2 separate regions of the Anas platyrhynchos genome follow, and region 1 is linked to region 2. Evidence: chromatin contacts called from public Hi-C data. All regions are on one chromosome and are shown on one strand. Each heading gives the region's core, a stretch centred on a gene start, on an enhancer-like site or on the middle of the called end of the contact. The rest is flanking DNA. Distances are from core to core; before and after follow the strand shown.

What was found. A called contact is a pair of places that touch in the nucleus more often than the background predicts.
Region 1: a contact with region 2 is called in a Hi-C map of liver, with 2.4 times the contacts expected there. The contact joins two enhancer-like sites. A contact is called at or near these places in 3 of 8 Hi-C or Micro-C datasets (F5 follicle, liver and skeletal muscle).

Annotation. Positions count from the first base shown.
Region 1 is chr9:17,595,375-17,600,916 of IASCAAS_PekinDuck_T2T, reverse strand. The region is part of intron 1 of HS6ST1 (heparan sulfate 6-O-sulfotransferase 1); the gene reads left to right. Among named protein-coding and RNA genes, the nearest start is that of HS6ST1, 57 kb to the left of the region's middle. Within about 2 kb of position 2,451, at least 2 of the 8 cell types and tissues checked have an H3K27ac peak or open chromatin away from gene starts, as enhancers often do.
Region 2 is chr9:17,449,744-17,454,931 of IASCAAS_PekinDuck_T2T, reverse strand. No RefSeq gene overlaps it. Among named protein-coding and RNA genes, the nearest start is that of SAP130, 48 kb to the right of the region's middle. Within about 2 kb of position 3,736, at least 1 of the 8 cell types and tissues checked has an H3K27ac peak or open chromatin away from gene starts, as enhancers often do.

The DNA.
Region 1 (5,542 bases), core at 1,202-3,701, 150 kb before region 2:
AGAAGGATGCTTTCAGTGAGCTTGGGGCTTGTAATGCAGATTAACATTTCAGCATCTCCCGGGAATGCTGGGGAGAGCGGAGGGAGGCAGGGAGGCAGAGCTGTGTCTCCATTCAGGAGCGGTCTAGCTGTTTGTAACTCTCTTTTGTTAGGTCCCAGTCAGGTCTCCCTTAGGTCACACATTTGCACTTGTTTTGAATAATGCAGAAGAACCCTTGAGAGACTGCATTGCCAAAGAGGGACGGGGAGAGGAGGGGATGCATTCTGTGCTTGGGAAAGCAAAGCGAGGGAGAGCTAAAGCTCCTTGAGTGCTGCAAATGAAGGTCAGAGGTCTCCTATGACCTTGTGCTGCCGTCATGACCTTTCGAAGGCAGTTGACTGTGATGATTTCCCTGCCTGAGGGATTGCTGGCATCTGCAGGCGTTCCACAGCAGTTAAACACCTGTGCATTTGCTGCTGATATTTCATTAGGACAAGTAATGAGGCTGGAGATTAAATGTCTACCTTTCTGACTGGCTGGGAGAGAAAACAGGAGGAAAGCTGTAGCATGTCTCAGGGCTTAGAAAATGTTCGTATGCGAACCAAAGTGTGCTCCCATTAACTCTGCTGAGAGGGGAGCTTGGAGAAGGGACCTGACATCACTGAGTCCCTGCCCTGCTGTGTGGTGGCCATGGGCTGAAAACTCTTTTCCAGGTTTAGCAGTTTTTACAATCAGAGTGTAACTGCCTCGTGTCAGTCTCAGGTTCTTCCTAGAAGGGTAAGGAAAAAAAAAATAAATGAAGGTTCCCTGAGATAAATGCCCACATCTGGGCAAAAATGTATTCTGTAGTCGGTTACAGATAAATCTCCCCTATGCTGGGATCCAGAACTGTGCTTTGGGATTGTGTCTCATTGCAGCACGTGGAGAGGGTGTGAAGGAATGCTTTCGGCAGTCTGGGATAGGAAAAGCATCGCTGTCATCTGACTGTGGGCCAGGACCGCTCTCAGCCAGCAAGTTGAAGTGCTGGGAAGCAAGGTCAAAGTAAGGGAGCTTTCTACCTCTAAATTCAGCAAATGAAATCCTCAGGGATAAAATACATCTCATGGCATTTCAAGTTGACAGAGAATTGTTTTTGTTTTCAAGTTTCTTATGCAACAGTGCTCCTCTGGCTCAAACGTACTTTTTTTTTTTTTTTTCAGAAATTTTAGGTTGGATAAAGGAGTCTCTCCCTGCAGCGTTATCTTGCAGTGGTCTGCACCTCCAGGTCTAAATCTGCATGTGCTTGTATAGGACAGAGTGGGCTTAGCCTAACAGAGTGAAAAGGTGTGGATTGCTGGGGAGGAAGCAGAGGTGTCGGTGTGCACCTGGAAAATGCCTGAAGCCAATGCAAAATCCTTCTCTAGGGGTACTTTCTCACAACAAAGAAGGCAGCTGTCATTTTGCTCTTGCTTTGAGCTTTGCTGATATACGATCTACTGAGTTGTACCAATGTTCAGAAAGATGTCACTTTGTTTACACAGTAGCATAAAAATGTGCTACCCTTTACAGACAGTTGGCAGGCTCCTGTACTGCAGAGCTAAGCTTAAAATGTTTTAGATGTGCCAGTGGAGGCACCTTCCCAAATTTTAGCAGGTGCTAAAATTATACTCCCCTTGAGCATCTGAAGATAGGCTTCTACAGCCACTGTCTACTGATCAAAAGTTTGGGATACTGATACTTTTTAACTTTGGAGATTTAGATCTGGACCTTTTAGTATCCTTTTTGTCACTGTTACTGAAGGACAAGATCAATCTCCCTCAAGTTTGTTTCTGAGTTTAATGGAAGGCATGAGGGAGTATTGACCCTGTTTTATGCTTCACTCTGTCAGTGTGTTCAAACTGAGTTTACCATGGCATGGAAAACAGTTGTTTGTTGGTTTGGTGCTGTTTGTGTTTGTTTTTTTTACCCCCAAGCCTTAATGAAATGACTGCAAGGTTGTGTTATTCTTCTTGTTGCTGATGCATGGGACAATATTTTTATAAGCAACATTTTCATTTCTGACAGTAGGTGGACAATAAATCACTTTGAAAATCCCTTTGACGTAGAAGTATTTTTAGGAGTCTGCAAATTTCAGTCCTATGTAAATGTGCACCTAACATCAGGTGTTGTCACCAAGTCTGGGGACTGCTTAGGCTATTTTGTATATACTTGAAAGAAACTGACTTTTTCTCTTGTTTCTATCTTCCCAGGTGTCCATTGATTTCTTCTGTCTGTGCTTCTTATGCTGCTGCAGGCATTGGTGCTCTGGCAGGTTATTCGTGCAGGGGTGTTTCCATGTTTCCCCTTTCACCGTAGCCATACCTTATCCTAACAGCACCCTTAGGGAGCACTTCTGTCCTTGCTCCCTGTCCTTCTCCCTTGGCAGAGCTGATATGCACACATAATTGGCTCACAGATACTGGAACAAAAAACTTTTGAGACTGCAGTCACTTTTGCGGCCGGTGTGGGCTATTGGACACTGATTGTGACAGAGCAGGCCTTCCAGCCCCCCTGAGTGTGTCATGAACGTCACCGGCCCTCAGAGCTTCCATTTGCCTCTTCTTCCACCAGCAGTGGTGTCTCCTGTGCTGCCTGTGAGGCAAGGGGACTCCCAAGAAGATTTTATTTTTAACTTCCTTCCTCTTCTCCTTTCCTGGTGCCCGCAAGGCCATTTCTCACTCCTCTCTCCCAGCTGCTGTTGTCTGGCAGGTTTTTTTGTTTGTTTGTTTGTTTTTTCCCCTTCCTTAAATCTGCTCTCACGGAGGCACAAACAACATCACTTACTGGCTCAGCTCCGGGCAGCAGCAGGTCCCTTTGGAGGCAGCTGAGAATTTTCTCGAATTCCTAAACAAAAATGAGAGTGAGACCTAGGTGTGCTTGAGGAAGCACAGTATGGGCAATGCTGAGACTCCTTACTTGCTCTCTATGCAAGTTTTAGAGCTGGATGCAAGTGTTATGACACAGAAGTTCACAGCCTGTTTAGATTTTCATACCTATTGACCTCTAAACCTTTTGTGATACTTTCTGATTCCTAAGTAGATGTTTAGCTAAAGATCATCCGTGTCCGAATGCAGGCTTTATCACTAAAGTGCTTTGTAGAGTGAAGACAGCCGAGGGATGGAAAACTCAGGCAGACCTATAAAAAGAAAGCTTTTTATAACCACAGAATGCACAGAAGAAACACTTTTCAGGAGCTGACATCTCTGTTAATAAAGACTTCTCCTTCGTTTGGACTTGACAAACAGAAGTAGAAAAAAAAGCTTACTTTGAATGTAGTTTACAGAGCTGGGAGAGAAACCAGGCTGGTGGGAAGGGGGGGAGAGCAACAGCATTTTGAAACCACAGAAAAAAAAATGTAGGACACAGTTTACTTGCCCTTGAAGTAGGAGTGTAGTTCCGTGGACAGTGACATTCTCTGAAATAAGGCAAAGCTGGCTGCTGAAGTGCTCCTTTGCTCCAGCTGTGCCAGAGTGTGTCTGTTGCTGTAGTCAGACTGGGAGAAGAAATACTGAGTGGAATCTGTAACATCATTGTAAACTGGTGGTACAAAATGCCACAAGTGATGTTGCCTCTTTTTATTTCTGAGCATCACAGAAGCTGTTGATAACAGATGATTCCTGCTTTTAGATGCCTGCAGTTAAAACTGGAGGAAAATAGGCATGGAAAGGTGAAATGATGCTGCTATAGCTGTGCAACAGGACAACGACCTGGGAACCTTTGTGCTTTATGATCTAGTGCTCTAATAGCTAGACATGGCTGTGTTTGCCATGCCGTACCACTTCAAAGCAAACCTTTTAGTCCTCCCATTCTCATTACAGAGCTATTTTCTTAATCCTAATATATACCTGAAGGGAAGAAAAACACTTTAGCACTATTTTTACCAACTTTTCCTGTAAATAATCTTTTTCTTTTTCTTTTTCTTTTTTTTTTTTTCTGAAATAAACAGCTCTGTAATGAAGTAATTCTCTGAGGTATGCCCTGCCCTCCTCTTGAAGAACAAGCTGCACTTAACCCAGGATGGGATTTTAAAAAGTGGGAGGTTTTCATCTAATTCTACAGCCACTGAAGTCAAAACTACTGATTTCAGTAACAGCAGGTTTATGTCTGTGCTTGTTTTGCTTGAGGAAAGCAAAGAAAATTCCAGTCCTTCAAGACAGCTTGTTGCTTTTGGAGGCCAAATGGAATGGCTGACGTATTGCAGAACCATGCTACATCCATAGATTTTCTTCAGTTCTGCAAATACTTTTTAGTAAAACAAATGTCCCAATATTGCACTTACAAGTGATTCTATTTTAAATAAGTATTTATCACCATTATTACCTGAATTGCCTTTATTGCCTATTAACATTTTGACATCTGTTTTTTTGTTTTGTTTTGTTTTTTACTAATTATGGTAACTTTCACAGTAGAATACTGAATGCTTTTTAAGTGTATATTGGAAGAAAACTAATTCCATCAATATCCAATAAAAATAACTTGGTTCATATGTAATAGAAAATTAAATATCTGTAGTGACAATTAAAAGGAATCAGTGTAGTTTCATCCCACACAAACCTATTTATGAGTAATCTGAAAAAAATGTAGCATTTACCATATGGTTTTACTTCAATGAAATGTTAGGCTATTTTAGAAGCAGTGAAAGTCATCAAGACTTTAGAAAAATGTTGTTTTTTTGTTTTGTTTTGTTTTTGTGGAAATGGTTTCTATGCTCTTCAGATTGTACAGGGATTGCTGGGGTAAGGCCCCAACAGGTCCCTCTGCTAGCTGGCCTTGCAATGACTTCTGTTCCTGCGTCTGATGCTCTGACCCCACCCAGATCTTTCTGTGTTTTGCTTTCTTCATTCCTGACCAGAGAAGACAGACAATATAGCGTTAAACACTTTTAAGATTGAGGGGGCACTCTGCATAAAGCCAAGTGATGATATCATTTGAGTCTGAGCTACGAAATAATTATTTGAGCTGTACTCCTCTGTCACTCCATGCTCAAGGCTTTGAAGTAAAAACCCCTGTAAAAGCCAAAGTGAGGAGCTCTGTTGCTTGCCACACACAACCAAGGTCCAGGTATGGAGAAAAGGCTGCCTCCTCCCTGCCCCCCTCAGGAAAGTCCTTGTACTGGAGAATGCCAACTCGGTTTTGCTCCCTTATAGCATAGCAGCCTGGTTATCGGATCTGGGGGTGAGGGCTTTTCATTCTTCAGGCAATGGGAATTAGGATTTCAGAAATGCAGAAAGAGGGGTTGCAATGGCTGTCAAGCCGCGTTATTTTTCTGTGGTGCTGTAATTATTGAAGTCAGAACCTAAGCTGGGAGAAAGTTCTCAGTGTATACGTTTGTCATCTCCTACAACTACCTTCATGTCCTTTTTGTTTCGTTACTGCTCCTACTGCATCTGTCAGCCCGGGAGAGCGTGCATGATTCCTTGGCAATGCCACATACCTCTAATCTTAATGCCTATTACTGTCTGCCTCTGGGATCTTATATAGGTTTCTCTAATACGTTGCGGAAGGCGGCCAGCAACAATCTCTCTTCTTTATACCTCTGCAGCTC
Region 2 (5,188 bases), core at 2,487-4,986:
TTCTAGTGTAGTACTAAAAAGGCAGGGTAATCTTCATTTAAATGAATAGATTGGCTCTTGAGTTACACTAGGAAGTGGATGATAAATGAAATGGAAGTGGCTCCATGGGATTTTGTTATTAATAAATACTGTGTGCATGTATGTGGTCTCTGTTTTGTTTTATGTTAAACACAACAACAACAGATCCAGAAGTGGATCTATTGGCAGCTCCTTTTCCTGGAAGCAGTTAGACTTTTCAAGGTAACTGTTTTTGAACTTCACCAAAAGCCTTTATAATTTAATGGCAGAAAGTCTAGCAAATGTAGCAGTATTTCCCGTAGATGGTATTCATTGCGTGTCTTAACGTGCACGCAGTGCAGCTGCAGGGCATGACAGTTCTTCCTCTTTGTGGCTGTTTTGGGTAGAGCTTGCCAAGCTCCAGTTTTCTGTCTTTGTACTTTTTTTTTGTTTTTTAGCTGAATGTCACACTAGGCCACATGGGACAAATATTTCCCGATTTATAAAAATTGCTGGGAATTGCTAGCAAGGGGTCAGTAGGCTCTTGTGGTTCTTTTCAGCAGTGCACGTGCTCCATCTACAGGTCAAAGAATCTGCTAATAAGGTCATTCATTATTCAGCCTGTTGAGATTGCCTTCCTGCAGTGTAGCGATAAAGGGACAACGCAGCTAAAGAGCTACCGCTGAGCCCACCAGTGTCAGCCTGAGTAACCAGCGTCCAGCTGAAAGTTGGGTCACCTACCAAAAGGTAGCTTTTGGGGAGAAAGAATTTGGCTTGTTTCTTAATGAGAAAAGGTAAAAGTGCTGCATGGAAAGGAGTGGGGTGGCTGCAGGGATTAAAAAAAAAAAAAAAAAAAAAAAAGCTGTAGAAGTTAACAACAAATGCTCTCGTGAGGGGAAGGATGAGTGTGCTGTTACCATGTGTGAGCTTAGGTTGGCAACTGGAAGATGATTTCCATTACTGTCAGTGTGCTGAGGTTCGAACAGCTTCCCAGTAGTGGGATGGAGGAGTAAGAAATCTAAACCTCAATTTAAAGTGATCTGGGTAAATCTGGGAATGGGGATTTTTGCAATAACAGTTGTGGCATTCAGGTACCGGGTTTGGTGACTCGGGTGGTACCTTTCAAGCCAGCAGTCCACCGTGCTGAGGCACAAAATTAAAATGCAGACATAAAGCCTCCTACTTTTTCTTTTTTTAAAAAGATGCAAGTCAAATGGCCTGTGAAAACAAAACAGCGTGTTCTTACGTGGGTCTGGACAGATCAACAGCAGTGAAGAGTTTTCTCCTATAACCTTGCCAGCGTGCCTCCGTTCTCAGCTAGAGACACGTTGCTGGGGTAAGAGCATAATTCGGTCAGCATGTCTATTAATTGGCCTTCGTGGCTGCCAGTATAGCAGCTGATAAGGCCTTATTTAATGAGAGAGAAGCAGAGTCTTGAACGGATCTTAAATGCCGTTCAATTTAGGGACAAGAAGTAGTACGTTGAGAGAAAAGTTCTTAACCCGTTTACATTTGTTACTAGGTGAGGGTGGCAATTTTAAAAATAAAACCAGGGTACTCCCTGTGTGTGTGCTGTATGTAGAAAGAGTCCTAGTGGTGTGCTGTAGTTCCTCTGCTGGTAGCACTCCTAGCTTTATTGGTCTGATGCAATACATGGAAAGCAGCTGACGATTTTAAGCTTTTTTCTTTTTTTTTCTCCTGAAGGGAAAACTCAGTGACTGGTATTTAAGAAGAGTCTGAGGGGGTGGATGGGAAAATCACCAACCCAGTCATGTTAGGTTTTGGTAACTGCGGAAGATAAGGCTGGTGCTCCACAGTAGGTGAAGCAAAGGGCTACTGGTCCAGATGTCTGACACAGCACAGGGGAAGCTCTTGGGACATCAGTGATGTCCTGAGAGCAGAAATGACTCTTGAGAGGGTTTTACAGAATATAATTCTCATCCAATAAGTGCGACTTTGAGGAATGATAGGTTTGGGCTTAATAACAGCATCAAATGCATATATAAATCCTTCACAAGAGCCTACCTCGTTGCTCCAAAATAATGTTATCATATAGCCAATGTCTAGAGCATGCATTAAAAGGATTAAGAACCTGCTAACAAAGTAGCAATAATTAGTGGGAATCCCTATCAAGTAGGTGTTTCAGAATCTTTTTTTTTTTTTTCCTGTAAAGGTTCTGCAGTGATCGGTACTATTCAGTGCTTTCATAAAGGTCTGGAAGTAATTGTGGTGACAGCTGTTTAGCGGCAGTGAATCATACACAGCAATGCAGATTTCTTGGGGCCTCTTTCTGGAAGGGAACAAAAATATATAAAAAAAAAAAAAGCATTTCAGTAAAGCAAATTAGAGATTACACATCTAGGAATAAGACACACAAGGACTTCCTAGAAATAGGAAACTACATTCTTGAGTCAAAAAAAAAAAAAAAAGGATTTAGTGATTGTAGCAGACAAGCAATTCAAAAGAAATTCTCAGTAGGACAGGCAGAAAGCCTCCTGTTGTGCTGGAAGATACAAAAGGCAAATGAGCGTGGATACACATGCTAACGTTTTTCTTTGTGCAGTGTTGATGAAATTGATCCTGGAATACTTGGAATAATATATTCAGTTTTGGTGCCAAAAGTTCCTTTTCTTTATTTAAGAAATCAAAAATCAACCAAGCAAACCAGAAAATATCAAGAAAACAGTTTAAAGGATGAAGGTACTGCGTTGAACTCTGAAGTCCTTACTTTCTTTGTTGTAAGTAACACAGGTGGAGAAAATGTTGGATCTAACAGAGTAAGATCTTAGAGATGTTCTTTTCAGCAGAGAAAGAAGATGTAGCAAATTTGAATGGCAGAAACTCTCCCCAGAAAAGGGAAGGGGGGAAAAAAAAAAGAAGACAAAAAGAGATGCATGGCTTTGCTGTTGGGAACCGATTTAAGCAAACAAAGCAGTTGTTTCTCCGTTTTGTGGTATGCTGTAGCAGGGAGCTGTGAGTGTGTGCTGTACCAAGGGTGGCTGTGGTTAGTAGAGGGGCAGTAGTGAAAAAATACAACAGCATCCAACAGAGATGGGACTAGTGAGCTCTGAAGCTGGTGACACAGTGCATGACATTCAGCTAGGTAACTGCCTGCCCTCTCCTAAAGATGGGTGTGTGTCTTAGCCAGTCCCCTCCCATCCCTGGAAGCTGGGAGAGCTCAGTAATGAGCTAAGTGCTTGCCAGTGGGTGCCAGGGTGCTTCCCCCCTGCTTTGCAGGCTCAGCAGTGTGCTCAGGAGTGTCCTTCACCTCCAGCGTGTTTGTGCCGAGGTGCAGTAACAGCAGCAGTTACAGAGGCAGAGCACTTCCTGATCACTGCCTCTTCCCTGAGCTGCCCAGACACACAAGAGGACCCTGCTGTGCCATTACCAAGTGTATTTCAGAATTCTTTATTCCAGATCTTCACACAGAAGAAACATGGCTTTCATTCCTCATCAAACCCCAATTTGACCAATGAGGAACAAATTCCATGTATTCCAAGCACAAGGTAATATGTCTTAGCAACAATCCTAATAAAGTCCAGTCAGCAATAAACCCTAGCAGTCAGAAATGATTCTCTTCGAGTTTCCTGATCAGGGAGTGCTCATCAATTATCTGGATTCCAACAAGCAGCTGGCATATGCGCTGCAGACAGAAAGGGAGAGTAGGGGGAGAAGTCTTTTAATTATCTTCAAGTCAGCAAAGATCCATATGTTGAATCAAAACAGATGGAGTGTAGAATCCACCAACAATGCTTTTGACTGGCTAAGTACAGGTATATGGCTAAGAGGAAGGCAGAGCAGATGCAGAGAGCATTTCCTTGAATTCTTTTGGCTTGAATGTTAGTATATTTACACCGTCAACGCTAGCCAAGGTTGAAGTGTTATACGTAAATACAGCATCAGGATGAACCTTTCTGTGGTGACTCAAGGCAGCTGTGGGGAAGCTGCAGGGTGTGGGAAGGTCAGCTGCCTTCGAGGGAGCTGTGCTTTGCGTTGCTCCTGTAGTGGCTGTGGTAAGGAGTTGGCATGTTTCTGAGTCTTTGTTCCAGAGGGCACAGGTTTAATTCCTTTCCTGGGGTGCACTTCAGGCATTTCTGCAGTGACTGCAAGTCAGGCTGGACTTGTCAGACACAAAACATTTTATGGTTATGAGTTGGTGAGACGTGTGAGTGAGGAACTGTGCAGCAGCTGGGTGGATCTGCAATGGTGGGGGGAGCTCAGTTCTTCCCAAGTCCCAGCCCTGAGGCTTGCACCTACACTCTGAGCATCTCCACTCACCTCCACGTGGTACTGGAGTGACCAGACAAGCTTGTCAGTGTCCAGCAGGAACTTCTAAGAGAGATGTTCCTGTAACTACTCTTACTGATTCATGGGGTTTCCTCATGTGATGCAGCTGGCAGGTGTCTGCTACAACAGGATTAAAGCCAACAGCCCTTCCTCCAGGGCTTGTTATGAGCCATATATCTAGCTGGGTATTAGGACATCAAGCTGAGTACAGGCGAAAAGTTTTGGTGATGGGGCAGGGAGGCTTGTGGCACCCAGAGCAAACCTGAGTGCACACAGCATGGACAGGGATGTCTGTGTGTGCTGCCTGTGGGCAGGCCAAACCAGTGAGCGAGAGGATTCTTGGCTTGGGGAGGTGAGGGGGAGACATGCACCGGAGCATCCCTGCCACTGCTTTTATGTCCTGATGATAAGGGCATCCTAACTACTGTATCTTGTATCTGAGCGCCGTGGCCTCAGCACGGGGCGGGCTGGATCCCCACACAGTGCTGTTACAAAGCGCATGGGATAACTGAGTCTCCCCAGGCCATTAATTCAGAGCAAGTCAGTAAGTCTTTCAGTGGCAAAGCTTGCTCTGCTTATGGGTGAGAGTGAGCTATAGTTGCTGGAAATTACTTTTAAGCTCACTGTTGAGGAAGTGAACTGCCAGGTTGAACACACAAGTAATGCCTTGCACATGTGGCAAGAGGTCCAGAGGCAGGCAGGACATGGTGGGCAGCTACAGCAACTCACTGCTGCATAAATATATATTTTTTTTGCATAAACATTAAAAGGGAGGGGCTTACATGTGGCATATTTTTTTCTTGCTGCTTCCTTTTCTGCTTTGTCTCCTAGGATTTGTTCTTGCTTTCCAAACCTCTGCAAGTTCAGACAACTTACTGTACAAGACCAAATACACATTTCTGAC